Linked DNA regions of Mus musculus: region 1 is linked to region 2. A link is a contact called in public HiChIP or PLAC-seq data. All regions are on one chromosome and are shown on one strand. The core of a region is the stretch at or near the end of the contact, and the rest is flanking DNA. Distances in the headings are between cores, read along the strand shown. Region 1 holds the start of Rrp7a (ribosomal RNA processing 7 homolog A (S. cerevisiae)). Region 2 overlaps Arfgap3 (ADP-ribosylation factor GTPase activating protein 3).

Region 1 (6,045 bases), core at 1,555-4,054, 220 kb after region 2:
TTTGGAAGAACAGCCAGTGGTCTTACCCCTGAATCATCTCTCCAGCCTCAAAGTAAATTCTTTTTTTTTTTTAAATATTTTTTTTAAGATTTATTATATGTAAATACACTGTGGCTGTCTTCAGACACACCAGAAGAGGGCGTCACATCTTGTTATGGGTGGTTGTGAGCCACCATATGGTTTGCTGGGATTTGAACTCATGACCTTCAGAAGAGCAGTCGGTCGGTGCTTTTACCCGTTGAGCCATCTCACCAGCCCGTAAATTCTTAAGATCAGAGATTATATATACTTCCAAAGTACACTCAAGAGTGCACATTCCCAGCCGGGCGTGGTGGCGCACGCCTTTAATCCCAGCACTCGGGAGGCAGAGGCAGGCGGATTTCTGAGTTTGAGGCCAGCCTGGTCTACAAAGTGAGTTCCAGGACAGCCAGGGCTACACAGAGAAACCCTGTCTCGAAAAATGAAAAAAAAAAAAAAAAAAAAAGAGTGTACATTCCCATGGACCAAAACCCTGCAGTACAAACACTAAACCCAGTGGCTCCATGTGCAGTGAAGGAGACTTCGGATTCCAAGAGTTTAGATAGCCCTGCCCCTCCAGATTTGCTTTCTGCAACAACTCCCTAGCTGGTTCCACTTCTCACATGCAGCTTTCTATTAGATATCCATGCCTCTGACGTCTCTATCATCTTGGAGTCTCTAATGCAGCCCAGGCTTCACCATAAAGGTTACGCTGTGGAATGAGCCTTGCCTCCTTCCAGCTTTGTCACATACACCAGTACCACGAGAATGCCAGGTCTGGCCAGCTTGACGGGGTTCTGGTCCCTCCCAGCACAGTAGCAGCAGCTTCTGTGTGGAAGGTAAACTTCTAGGCAGTTGTCTGGGAGCAGGAAATCCCTTTCTTTGCTAGCTGGGAGTGCTCTTGCGGGTGCAGAGTTGAAGGTGTCTCTTTCCACCTCACAATGACAGCCTCTGAGCACATGGCTGGGCTGCAGCGGAAGGTTTCTCAGGCTGTCCCTTTCCAAGTACTATTCTATCCCTGTCAGCAAGTAGCTACTTTCCTGATGCCACAGATCACCTGTACACTGTAAAGTATTCCTGGGAGTTTAAGTTCTCCAGAGTGAGACAACAGCTCCCTTGTTCCTGCAAACCAGGCCTCACACCTACTTATATGTCAACTTGACACTAGCAAGTCACCTGAAAGGAGGGAACCGCAACTGAAAAAATGTCTCTGAGTTCCAGCTGTAGGGAGCCAGCATCTTCTTAATAAGTGATTAGTTGGGGGAAGGCCCTGCTCATTGTGGGTGGGGCCCTCCCTGGGCTGGTGGTCCTGGGGTCTCTAAGAAATCCAATGGAGCAAACTACGAGAAGCAAGTCAGTACGTTTCATCAGCCCCTGCCTCAGGGTTCCTGACCTGCTGGAGTTACTGCTCTCGCTGCTTCTAATGAACTGTTTCATGAAACTGGAAATAAAGCCTTCCTCCCCACATTACTTCTTAGTCGTGTGTCATCACAGCAACGGTAACCCTAATGAACACACAAGTATCCTCCTGCTTCAGCCAGGATTAAAGCCATGCCCAGATGGATAAAGTTTATTTGGGCTCACTTCAGTTTGTAAAAATTTAAAAAATCTGCCAAGCATGGGTGATGTGTGGCAGTGTCCACCTTTAATCCCAGCACTGGAGGAGACAGAGGCAGACAGATCTCATGTGAAACTGAACCCAGCCTAGTCTACATAGCTAGCCTCAGGTCAGCCCAGGCTACATGGTGAAATCCTGTCTCAGCACACACACAGTATTTTCTTGAGGGAGAGAGCTCATGCCATGAGGCATAAGCCATGGAGTGGGTGTGGAGGTCAAAGGATAACTTGCTGAAAACAATTCTCATCTTCCATGGATGTAATTCAAGATGTCAGGCTTGCCAGCAAGTACTCTTTGTTTACAGTTTCAACCCCAGGCCTCTCAGCCCCTTGCTCTCTCAACTAAAGAGACTGACTGTTCATGGCATCTCACTGCACAAAATCCCAGTTGCACCACGATTTATACGGAATGCTATTTATTTTTTAAAAATTTATAGTCGGGGGCTGGTGAGATGGCTCAGCGGGTAAGAGCACTGACTGCTCTTCCAGAGGTCCTGAGTTCAAATCCCAGCAACCACATGGTGGCTCACAACCATCCGTAATGAGATCTGTCACCCTCTTCTGGTATGTCTGAAGACAGCTACAGTGTACTTATGTAAAATAATAAATAAATCTTTAAAAAAAAAATCTCAAATAAGCCAGGCAGTGGTGGCACACGCCTTTAATCCCAGCACTCGGGAGGCAGAGGCAGGCAGATTTCTGAGTTCGAGGCCAGCCTGGTCTACAGAGAAAGTTCCAGGACAGCCATGGCTATACAAAGAAACCCTGTCTCAAAGAAAAAAAAAAATTATAGTCGGGCAGTGGTGGCACACGCCTTTAATCCCAGCACTTGGGAGGTAGAGGCAGGCGGATTTCTGAGTTCGAGGCCAGCCTGGTCTAGAGTGAGGACAGTCAGAACTACACAGAGAAACCCTGTCTCGAAAAACAAACAAAAATTATGTGTTGAGTGTGCCTGTGCACCACGTGTCCTGGAACTGGGTTCCAGATAATTTTTGAGTGATCGGAAACGAACCCCTATCCTCTGGAAGAGCAGCCAGTGCTCTTTCCATTTATTGCTCCAGCCTCCCTCTACTTCCCAATAGGACAGGGAAGGCTAAATCTTAGGGCCGGGCAAGATCCCGGGAGGCGGGCCTAGGGCTGAGAGGGCGGGGCCCCGCGTGACGCCGTCGTCGTGGAAACGCAGCGGCGCCGGAACACGGAACTCCCAGCCGTCTCTGCGCTCCCAGTTGGCCAAGATGGTGTCTCGCAGGAAGAAACGGAAGGCTGGCGGCCACGAGGAGAGCATACCGAGCCCACCGGGGTATTCAGGTGAGCAGCTGAGGGCCAGGGACCCACCATTTTGCGGGAAGGTGGCTTGCAGGTGGCAGAGGCCCTGGCAACTCGTCAGGTATCGGGGTGCAGGACCCCGCCGCCCCGACTCTGGGTGCTGATTCCGCGGCTGTTCCTCCGAAAGGCCTTGGGCTCGGGCGCGGTTCCTCCAGGCGGCGCCAGGCGTCCTAGGCCCAGCGTTGCAGCTTCGTCGTCCTCAGAAGCTAGTTATCCGCTGTTCTGCTCGTGTCTCGTTCTTTAACAAGCGCTTCCGCAGCTGTCGCCCTCCCAGCCCCGAGATTCGCATCCCACTGGTGTAGACTTAACTGGGAAGGTGGGGCTAAGTCGGCAGGAGGGGTGGGGGGGGGGGAGTTAGCCCTAAACGAAGAATGGGTGGAGGGAAGAGAGTTGGTGTGCCAAGCAGAGCAGCCCATGCTATGGGGGGGGGGGGGGGGGGCTGATGATGTCAGACAGCGGATGCTCCGAGAACGCAACACTGTGCCCGCCCCCTCAGCCTCCTGCGGTGATTATCCGAATACATTTCCCTCCAGCTTCCCGTGGATGGGTGGATGAACAGGCGGGCCGATGGAGCTAGAAAGAGACATAGTGAATTGGAACTTGGGTGGCATAGACACAGACCTCCTTTCAGGGTACCCCAAACTCTCCTGCGCTCGTTTCCCCTGTTAGCTGTTCCAGTCAAGTTCTCGGCAAAGCAGCAGGCTCCTCATTACCTCTACATGAGACAGCACCGAGTTCGCCAAGGCACCCAGTCCACATGGCCTCCCGATCGAACCCTTTTTATCCTTAATGTGCCCCCGTACTGCACACAGGTAAGAGTCTGGTAGACCAGTGGGTTGTGAATGGGGGCTTGCCACGGGCCCTACAGAATCCTGGTGGTCAGATGGAAATTCCTACAAAACCCTCAGTGGAGGATGTTGAAAGACTGGGAGTTTCAGAATAAAAATATGTTTTGTTTTTTTTTTTTTCTCCCTGCCGCCGTCTAGGCAGGGTCCCCCTCTCCCTGGGCTGTTCAGAACTTCCTGAGGCTCAGGCTGGCCTCGAACTTGCTGTACTTCCCCACCCTCCCCGTCTCAACTCATTACAGTTATGAGTGGTCACACCTGGTTTGGAAATTATCCTTCCAACCATTATTTTATTTGTTTGTCTGTTAGTTTTTCATTTTTAAAAGACAAGTCTAACAGTAATCACTGCAGTTCTTTCTAGACATACTTATTAATTTTTTACAGAAAGCATGACATTTGTAGTTCTGTTTCAGACGGGGTCTCTTGCAGCATGAGCTGGCTTCCTACTCACTGTGTAGGTGAGGCTGGCCTTGCACTCATGATCCTCTGCCTTTACCTCTGGAATTCTGGGATTGCATGCCTGTGCCACCACACGGCTTTAATCCCAGCACTCAGAAGCAGAGGCAAGTTTGGATCTCTGAGTTTGAGGCCAGCCTGGTGGTCTACAGAGCGAGTTCCAGGACAGTGAGGGCTAACCAGAGAAACCAGAAAAAGCTCAAAAAAATTTTTTTTAAAGGTTTATTTACTTGTTGTATTGGAGATAGAGCCCAGGGCATTTCCAAAAGAGGCCAGCTCTCTACATCTCAGACTTACATATTATGTAAATGACAGGAGACATGATTTGCTAAGTTTGAGATGATTCGCCCCACTCCACCCCCTTTTTTTCTTTATTTCTTGGTCTCCTAATGTAGTAGCCCTGGCTATCCTGGAAGTCATTGTGTAGTCAAGGCTGGCTTCGAACTCCTAGATATCTACCCCACATACATGGACACAACACATCCCATGAGTTCTGGGATTTCAGCTATGAATCACGGTGCCTGATGGGATTTTTTATTATTATTATTATTATTATTATTATTATTATTATTATGGTGTAGTTCAGTGGCAGAGTGCTGGCCTAATATTATGAAGCCCTGGGTTCAGTCCCCAGGACCACATAAATCAGATTTTGAGGACAGGAAGATCAGAAGTTCAAGACTGGGGCTGGAGAGATGGCTCTGCAGTTAAGGGCACTGGCTATTCTCCCAGAGATCCTAAGTTCAATTCTCAGCAACCACATGGTGGCTCACAACCATGTGTAATAGGATCTGATGCCCTTTTCTGGCATGTAGGTGTACATGCAGATAGAGCACTACTATACATAAAATACGTAAATCTTTTTTTAAAAATTGATGGTATGTCACTTGTTGCCAAAAAAGAAGATGAAGAAAAGTAGTGGTGGTGTTGGTGGTGGTGGTGGTCCAGGGCCCATTTTGGGTACAGACTGAATTCAGTGCCAGCCTGGGCAGCAGGTTGGAGGGAAGGGCTGAGCCGTCTACTTGGTACCTATCAAGGGCTGAGCACGTCTGTGTAATGAGCAGACCTGAGAAACCCCCTCCTACTCTTAGTGATACTGCAGTGATTAACGGCTGTGTGGGTGGTGAGGCCAAATTACTTGTCACATGAGAGTTCTTACCTTGGGGACACCTGCCTCCATGCTGTCGTGGGACCTGGTCACTGTTAGGGCACCTGGGCGCCCTGGGCATCGTAGGTTTGGACTCTGAGTCCTTTGGTTGTTACGGGTGCCGGGATGCTCTAAGGAGCTTATGTGTTCATACCTTGCCTCCCTCTGACCCTGGTAGGAGAGCCTGTCTCGGTGCCTCTCCTGTTGCGGCACCATCAAGACAGTGGAGCTGCAGGAGAAGCCCGACCTTGCCGAGAGCCCCACGGAGCCAAAGTCACAGTTTTTCCATCCCAAGCCGGTGCCGGTAGGCTGCCCAGTAACACCAGGTTCCACTGGAGTCAGGGGAAGGGGCTGGGGCCTGGGTGGGCTCAGCAGTAGGCTTTCAGAGAGACCATTCCCTATAGCAGTCTCTGTAATGTGTGATTTAGGAGGTTGTAAGAGTGATGGCTTCTGATTCTCTCAGACGTGCCACATTCTTTGTCTTCCTCTTTCCCTCTCTGCCCTGCTGTCTCCCAGAGCCCACTTCCCACTTCAGCGGGGTCCTCCTTGGGACAAGTGTCCTGGCTCTAGGAGCCTTCTTCCTGTTCCCCTCTCTCCCCAGGTGCTCCACCTGTACGTGACATACAAGGGAGTCTG
Region 2 (6,160 bases), core at 35-2,534:
GTTTCTCCTTTTATTTCTGGTATGAATTTCCCAGTGGTTAGCGCTCAGCATCTTCTCATGCACGATGGACGTCTGTGTTCCTGCACCCTGGTTTGGATTGAGTTGTTTGTTATATTGAGCTTTCAGAGTTCTTTATGTTTGCCATATATTGATCCCTTATAATAGATACAATTTGAAAATATTTCCTCCCATCTGATGGATGTATCGATTTTCTTTTCTTTCTTTTTCTTTCTTTCTTTCTTTCTTTCTTTCTTTCTTTCTTTCTTTCTGTCTGTCTGTCTGTCTCCCTCTTTCTTTCTTTCTTTCTTTCTTTCTTTCTTTCTTTCTTTCTTTCTTTCCTAATGGCTGTATCAGTACTCTTTCTTTCTGTCTGTCTGTCTGTCTTTCAAGACAGGGTTTCCTTGTGTAACCCTGGCTTTCCTGGAACTCGCTCTGTAGACCAGACTGGCCTCAAACTTAAAAATCTTCCTGTCTCTGCCACCTGCGTGCTGGGATTAAAGGGGTGAGCCACCACCATCATCACCACCTCCTGGCTCTGTTTGTTGATACACTTGTCTTTCCTGACATCCTGTTAGTGTATGCCTTTTGGATCCTTGCCGAGGCGCACACATCAAACCCACTGCTGGAGGTTTTCATCCTGTTCTTTCCAAGGGTTTTATGGTTTCAAATACCACATTTATGTCTTTGACCCTTTTGAGTTTTGTTTTTGTTACTTAGATAGGGTCTCACCATGTAGTGCTGGATGTCCTGGAACTTGCCATGTAGACTAGGCTGTCCTTAAACTCACAGAGATTCACTTGTCCCTGCCTCCCAAGTGCTGGGACTAAAGGTCTATGCCACCACGCCCAGTTTGAGTTAATTTTTGTTTGTGGTTATAACTAAGTGAATAACTTCATAGCGGGGGGGGGGGGGCGGGGGAGCAGATGAACTGAGGACCGTGTATGTATGAACGCCACATTAATGGATGCTAGGCAGTTGACCTGGTAGAATGTGCGCTACAGGGAAGTGAATGCCCAGCCTCTCAGTACTTTTATTTTGAGACAGGTTCTCACACATTGCCTGGGCTGGCCTTAAACTCACTCTGTGGTCCACACTGGCCGTGAACTTGTAATCTTCCATCCTCTGCCTCCTAAGATTATAGATGTGAGCCGCCTGCACCACCACCCCTCCCCCCAGCTTCCAGACTTACTTTTGAGAATGTTTTTCCCAGATTGGTCACGAGCTGTTCATACACAGTGCCACACCCTGTCCAGAGTATAGAAAGACCGGACATGAGGCCACCCACAGCTGCCCCTCCTCTGCCTGTGCTGTTCTGTCCTATGATCACCTCTGAGGCATGTGCCCATGCACAGAGTTCCAGGAAACCAGGTAGGAAGAGGACTGGCCTGGAACCTGGACAGCGAGATCTGTTGGGCCTGTGCAGGTTCAAGCTTGCACCTTTTAAAAGTCAGATAAATGTATGAGTCACATGCTTATGGAAGATTCAAAAAATAACAAGTAAAGAACACTGAGCCAAAGGCAGCTGCCAAGGCTGTGGGCGGGAGAAAGTCCAGGGCACTCACTGCTGAGTTAAGGCTAGCCTGGTCTACATAGTGAAGTCCAGGCTAGCCAGGACTACAGAAAGACAAAATCAGACAAACAAGCCATCCCAAGCCTGACACAGTGGCACATGAAAGGAACCCCAGCCCTGGGGAGTCTAAGAGTAACCTAATTGACCTCAAAAGACCCAGAAAAACACAAACACCCACAGTGAAAAAGTTTCAGCAGCCCCAAGTATGCAAATGAGAGACGGAAGCTCCTGCACTGGCCCCTCCCTTCTTTCTCTCACTACCTCTGCCAGCCACACACATGCACACACAGACAGCTGTAGCTCTCACATGTGAACACTGGGAACAGTGTGCCATGGATGATATAGTTAACCAAGGGCAGGTTTTGTTTTTAGGTTGAATTTCATGTTAGTGATTTTTACAAAGGACAAAGTAATTTCTAAACCGTCTTTGGTTGGTAGTCAATGAAGCAAATTAGGAGTGTGAGTACAGACAAACCAGACGTGATGCCTAGGCCAGGACCCGGGCAGAGCTGTTCACAGGGGCGCTCAGACTCAGCCAGGTGACTGACCGCTCAAGGGATTAAAAAAGAGCCTGAGCAGGGCCTGCGTCTCCATCTCCTCGCCTCAGCGGTTAACAAGAGCACTTTTTTTTTCCCTCAGCACTCGGCTTTCATAGGACTCTGCCAAGCAGCAGCTCTTCCTGTGGCAGTGGGTACTGCCTAAGGCTTCTGCCTGCTGGGGTGGGCGTACATAGGCCTTTACCACCTTTGTCTTGGGGGGTCTAGGGCTCCGCAGGAATCCCTGGCAGCTCAGTTTAAGAGCCCTGCCTAACCGGAGCTGGAGAGGTGACTCCAGTTTTAGTTAAGAGCACTTGCTCCTCTTGTAGAAGACCCAGGTTCAGCTCCCAGCAGTCCCGTCAGATGGCGACGCACCCGTGACCCCATCCATAGGCATATATGTGACAGATGCAACATACATGTACATAATAAAAATAAATGTTAAAGAAAAAGAGAAGAGGATGGAAAGATAGCTCAGTGATGAAAAGTATTGGCTATTCTTCCAGAGAACCCAGGTTTGGTTCCCAGCATGCATGTGGAGTCTCATAACTGTGTGTAGCTCTAGGTGTAGACCAGGTATACACATGGTGCACAGACACACATGTGGGTAAGGCAAACACATAGCAGCCATAGTGCTCACCCTGGGCTCCTGTCTTACCCCTTGGGGGCACTGAAACAGGGTTATAGGGAAATCTGTCAAGGCTCTGCCCCTGCCTGTGTGGGTTACAGGGGTAACAGGTGCACAGCACCAGGCCTGGCCACACAGAACTCCCCAAATCCCACAGTGCAAGGAAATGTTTCTTGTTTTTGTTTGTTTGTTTTTGTTTTCATATTTTTGGATTTATCTATTTATTATGTATGCAGCTTTCTTGCTGCATGTATGTCTGCAGGCCAGAAGAGGGCATCAGATCCCCTTAAAGATGATTGTAAGCCACCATGTGGTTGCTGGGAATTGAACTCAGGACAACCTCTAGAAGAGCAGTCAGCCATCTTAACTACTTAACTACTGAGCCATCTCTCCAGCCCTGAGGGAACATTTTGGAAGTTTAGCAGTTTGATGCCAGAGATGGAGAGTTTCACATCTTGTAACCTTTGTGTTCCTCTCAGGTCCACAGAGCTGGATTCAAACTGGTCGTGGTTCCAGCTTCGATGCATGCAAGTTGGAGGGAACTCAAATGCTGTAAGTCCCCCGGACTTGCCCTTCCCTCTGCTGGTAGACCAGAAACCTTTCCAGTGGAGCCAGTGTGTGTGTGTCTTCTGGGGCAGGGGCACGACAGGGTTCGTTTTCTTCAGTGCTGTAGCCAGAGGATCATTGTTCAGGCTCCAATAAATAGCCCCACCCCATGCTTCTGCCAGCATCCCTAACTGAACTCAGTGGGTCACACAAAAAGGCAAGGCCAACAGAAGACATGAAAGAAGAAGGGGACTTGTTGGGACAGGCGGTGACAGGAGAGCGAGAGGGTAAAAAGGAGCAGAGCATGTCAGACACAGGGACAGAGTTGTCAAAGAAGAGAACGGTCTAGCCAGAAACATCTTTTGAGACACTGATGTCCCATTTGTTTCCAAATGATACCAACTGGTGTCTGGGGTCCTTTCTGAGGTGCAATTGAACCAAATGCAAGAAATCATATGTGGTCCCATGTGGTGGCCACACCTGATACAGGAATCCCTGACACCCAGCAAGCAGGAACAAGGAGGATCTTTGTGAGTTTGAGGCCAGCCTGGTCTACATAAGGAGTTCCAGGCTAGCCAGGACTATATGGTGAGATGCTAGAAAGAAAAGAAACTACATTAGTATATATCTCAAAAATTATGTCTAGGCTTAAATATTTAAAATCATAATCTTTTTTAAAGACTTATTTATTTATTATATGTAAGTACACTGTAACTGTCTTCAGACACCCCAGAAGGAGGGCATCAGATCTCATTACAGATGGTTGTGAGCCACCATGTGATTGCTGGGATTTGAACTCAGGACCTTTGAAAGAGCAGACAGTGCTCTTAACCGCTGAGCCATCTCTCCAGCCCTAAAATCAAAATCTTAAGTCTAAAATATTGACTTCCAAAAATGTAAAATTGCCTTAGATCAGAATTTCTCAACTGTTTTTATTATTCCTAAGCAAAAAGAAGATAGTAGAGTATTTCAAAGTTATGTTGGGTTCTGTATTTCCTAATGAGAAAAATTAAGAACTAAGAAACATGATCCTGTAGCCAGGTCATGGAGGCACATGCCTTTAATCCCAGCACTCGGGAGGCAGAAGCAGGTGGATCTCTGAGTTCAAGGCCAGCCTGGTCTATAGAGTGAGCCCCATGACAGCCAGGGCTATACAGAGAAACCCTGACGTTCCCCACCCACCACCCCAAAAAAGTAAGAAAGAAAGAGAGAAAGAGGAGGGAAGAAAGAAGAAGAACTCTAATTCTGAGTTGAGGCACTCTGTGGAGGGCGTGGCCATCAGAGAAATGAAAAGTTGTCATGTTTATTCTCTAAGACACCATGTTTGTCCTGCCTGGCTTTCCTTTTGTGACTGTGCATCCCTGGTTGGTCTGAGCTCACAGGCATACATAGTGAGACCCTGCCCATCACCGAGCCCACAGAGGTGGTTCGAAAAGCAATGGGCTCGTTCTCCTATCTAGTCTTGTGTCTGGTTTTATCAAAAGATTAACATTAGGACCTGAGATGATTCAGCTTGCTGTCGAGCCAGATGACCTAGCCTCTATACCTGGAACCCACTTTCTGGAAGGAGACACTAGAGTCCCCCAAGTTGTCACATGACCTCCACATGTACTCCCCCCAACAATCCATTCATCCATTGATCAATCCATAACTGTTCAATATGAAAATATTGTCACTATATTGGAAGGGATCCTCCTTTTCAGTTCTTTATGACATTTATCTCTTAGCGTGTATGTGCTCTCATGCTCCTGCACCTGCCCTGGTTCGTGTGTAGAGGTCAAAGGACAACTTGCCAGAGCTGAATCTCTCTTCCCGAGAGTCTCAGGGATTGAACTCAGGCTGTCAGGGTTTGCAGCAGGCGTCTGTACCTACTGAGCCATCTCTCTGGCCCACGATCCTCTCTCGAAAGGGAAGTTTACTTTAGACCTTCTATGCTGTCTAGTTAGCTTCATTTTCCCTTGACTTTCTAAGCCCCTCTTTCAGAAGCAGGTCAACCATGAGGTCAGAGGTCTTGTGGTATTTCTGTTAATTTGCCTGCTTTCCTCTGTAGTCTTCCTTCTTCCACCAACATGGGTGTGCCACCAAGGACACCAACGCCAAGTACAACAGCCGTGCGGCTCAGCTCTACAGGGAGAAGATCAAGACTCTGGCCACCCAGGCCACCCGCAGACACGGCACCGATGTGAGTTCTTTAGGTGAAGTTCACTTGGTAAAGTGTTTTGTAATTTCTCTGAAGTCTCCTGCAAGGAGCCCAGGGTATGGTGGGCCCTCGTGATGAGAAGGGCTCTGCTTTGTCAATTCACATGTGACCCAGACCAGCAGGTTATTCTTCAATGACAGGGTCCAAAGTGGTAATGGCGGAAAGATAAAGAAGCTAGGGAAGCTGGGGGTTAGGTGATGCTGCACAAGCTGTGTCTTAGGCCGGGCAAGTTTACTAAGCACAGCATCTCCTGTACAAACTGCAGCACAGCATCTCCTACACAGACTGCAGGGCAAATGTGACAGCTCAGCAGAAGGCTACCACACAGTGGAGCAAAATCAGCAGGAAGCCAGTCAAGCGATGCTGCACAAAGGGAACACAGGGTGTCTCAAGTGTGTCACCGCCTGAGCTCACAGCAGCCTGGGAATCGATGACCACAGCCCTTTAGGGGGCAAGAGTTGCGTTTCCAAGAGCTGAAGTCATAGGTCCTCTAAGACTCTGGCCCCAGGCTGTCACTGAGTGATCCAGATTTTAGAAAAGGAACATTCCTTGTCCAGATCAGCCTATCCCTCAGCACGCTGGGACACTGAGGGTCACTGCTGGGGACTTTAGGTTCCTTCCAGTCTCCCTCACACAGGCCATGTCTCCATTAACTGACCAGTGCATAGCTCTGCTTAGTG

Evidence for each region. HiChIP or PLAC-seq counts read pairs in DNA pulled down with a chosen protein or histone mark.
Region 1: an HNF4G HiChIP or PLAC-seq map of pancreatic cancer cells shows a contact between it and region 2. The contact joins the promoter of Rrp7a here to the enhancer-like site in region 2. A contact is called at or near these places in 3 of 39 promoter capture datasets (the 3T3-L1 cell line, embryonic stem cells and liver), 1 of 484 Hi-C or Micro-C datasets (stem cell-derived neural stem cells), 3 of 115 datasets of contacts at active chromatin or transcription factors (embryonic stem cells and pancreatic cancer cells) and 4 of 9 other capture datasets (adipose tissue, embryonic stem cells, liver and 1 more).

Annotation. Positions count from the first base shown.
Region 1 is chr15:83,119,560-83,125,604 of GRCm38.p6, reverse strand. It overlaps Rrp7a (ribosomal RNA processing 7 homolog A (S. cerevisiae)), which reads left to right and starts at 2,804. Exons shown (of 7, transcript NM_029101.4): 1 at 2,804-2,943; 2 at 3,631-3,773; 3 at 5,588-5,713. The coding sequence starts at 2,871.
Region 2 is chr15:83,333,780-83,339,939 of GRCm38.p6, reverse strand. It overlaps Arfgap3 (ADP-ribosylation factor GTPase activating protein 3), which reads left to right. Exons shown (of 16, transcript NM_001357756.1): 3 at 3,214-3,286; 4 at 5,331-5,462. Among named protein-coding and RNA genes, the nearest start is that of Gm51290, 5.0 kb to the left of the region's middle. Within about 2 kb of position 1,284, at least 51 of the 459 cell types and tissues checked have an H3K27ac peak or open chromatin away from gene starts, as enhancers often do. A contact at or near this core is called in pancreatic cancer cells, where this site is marked.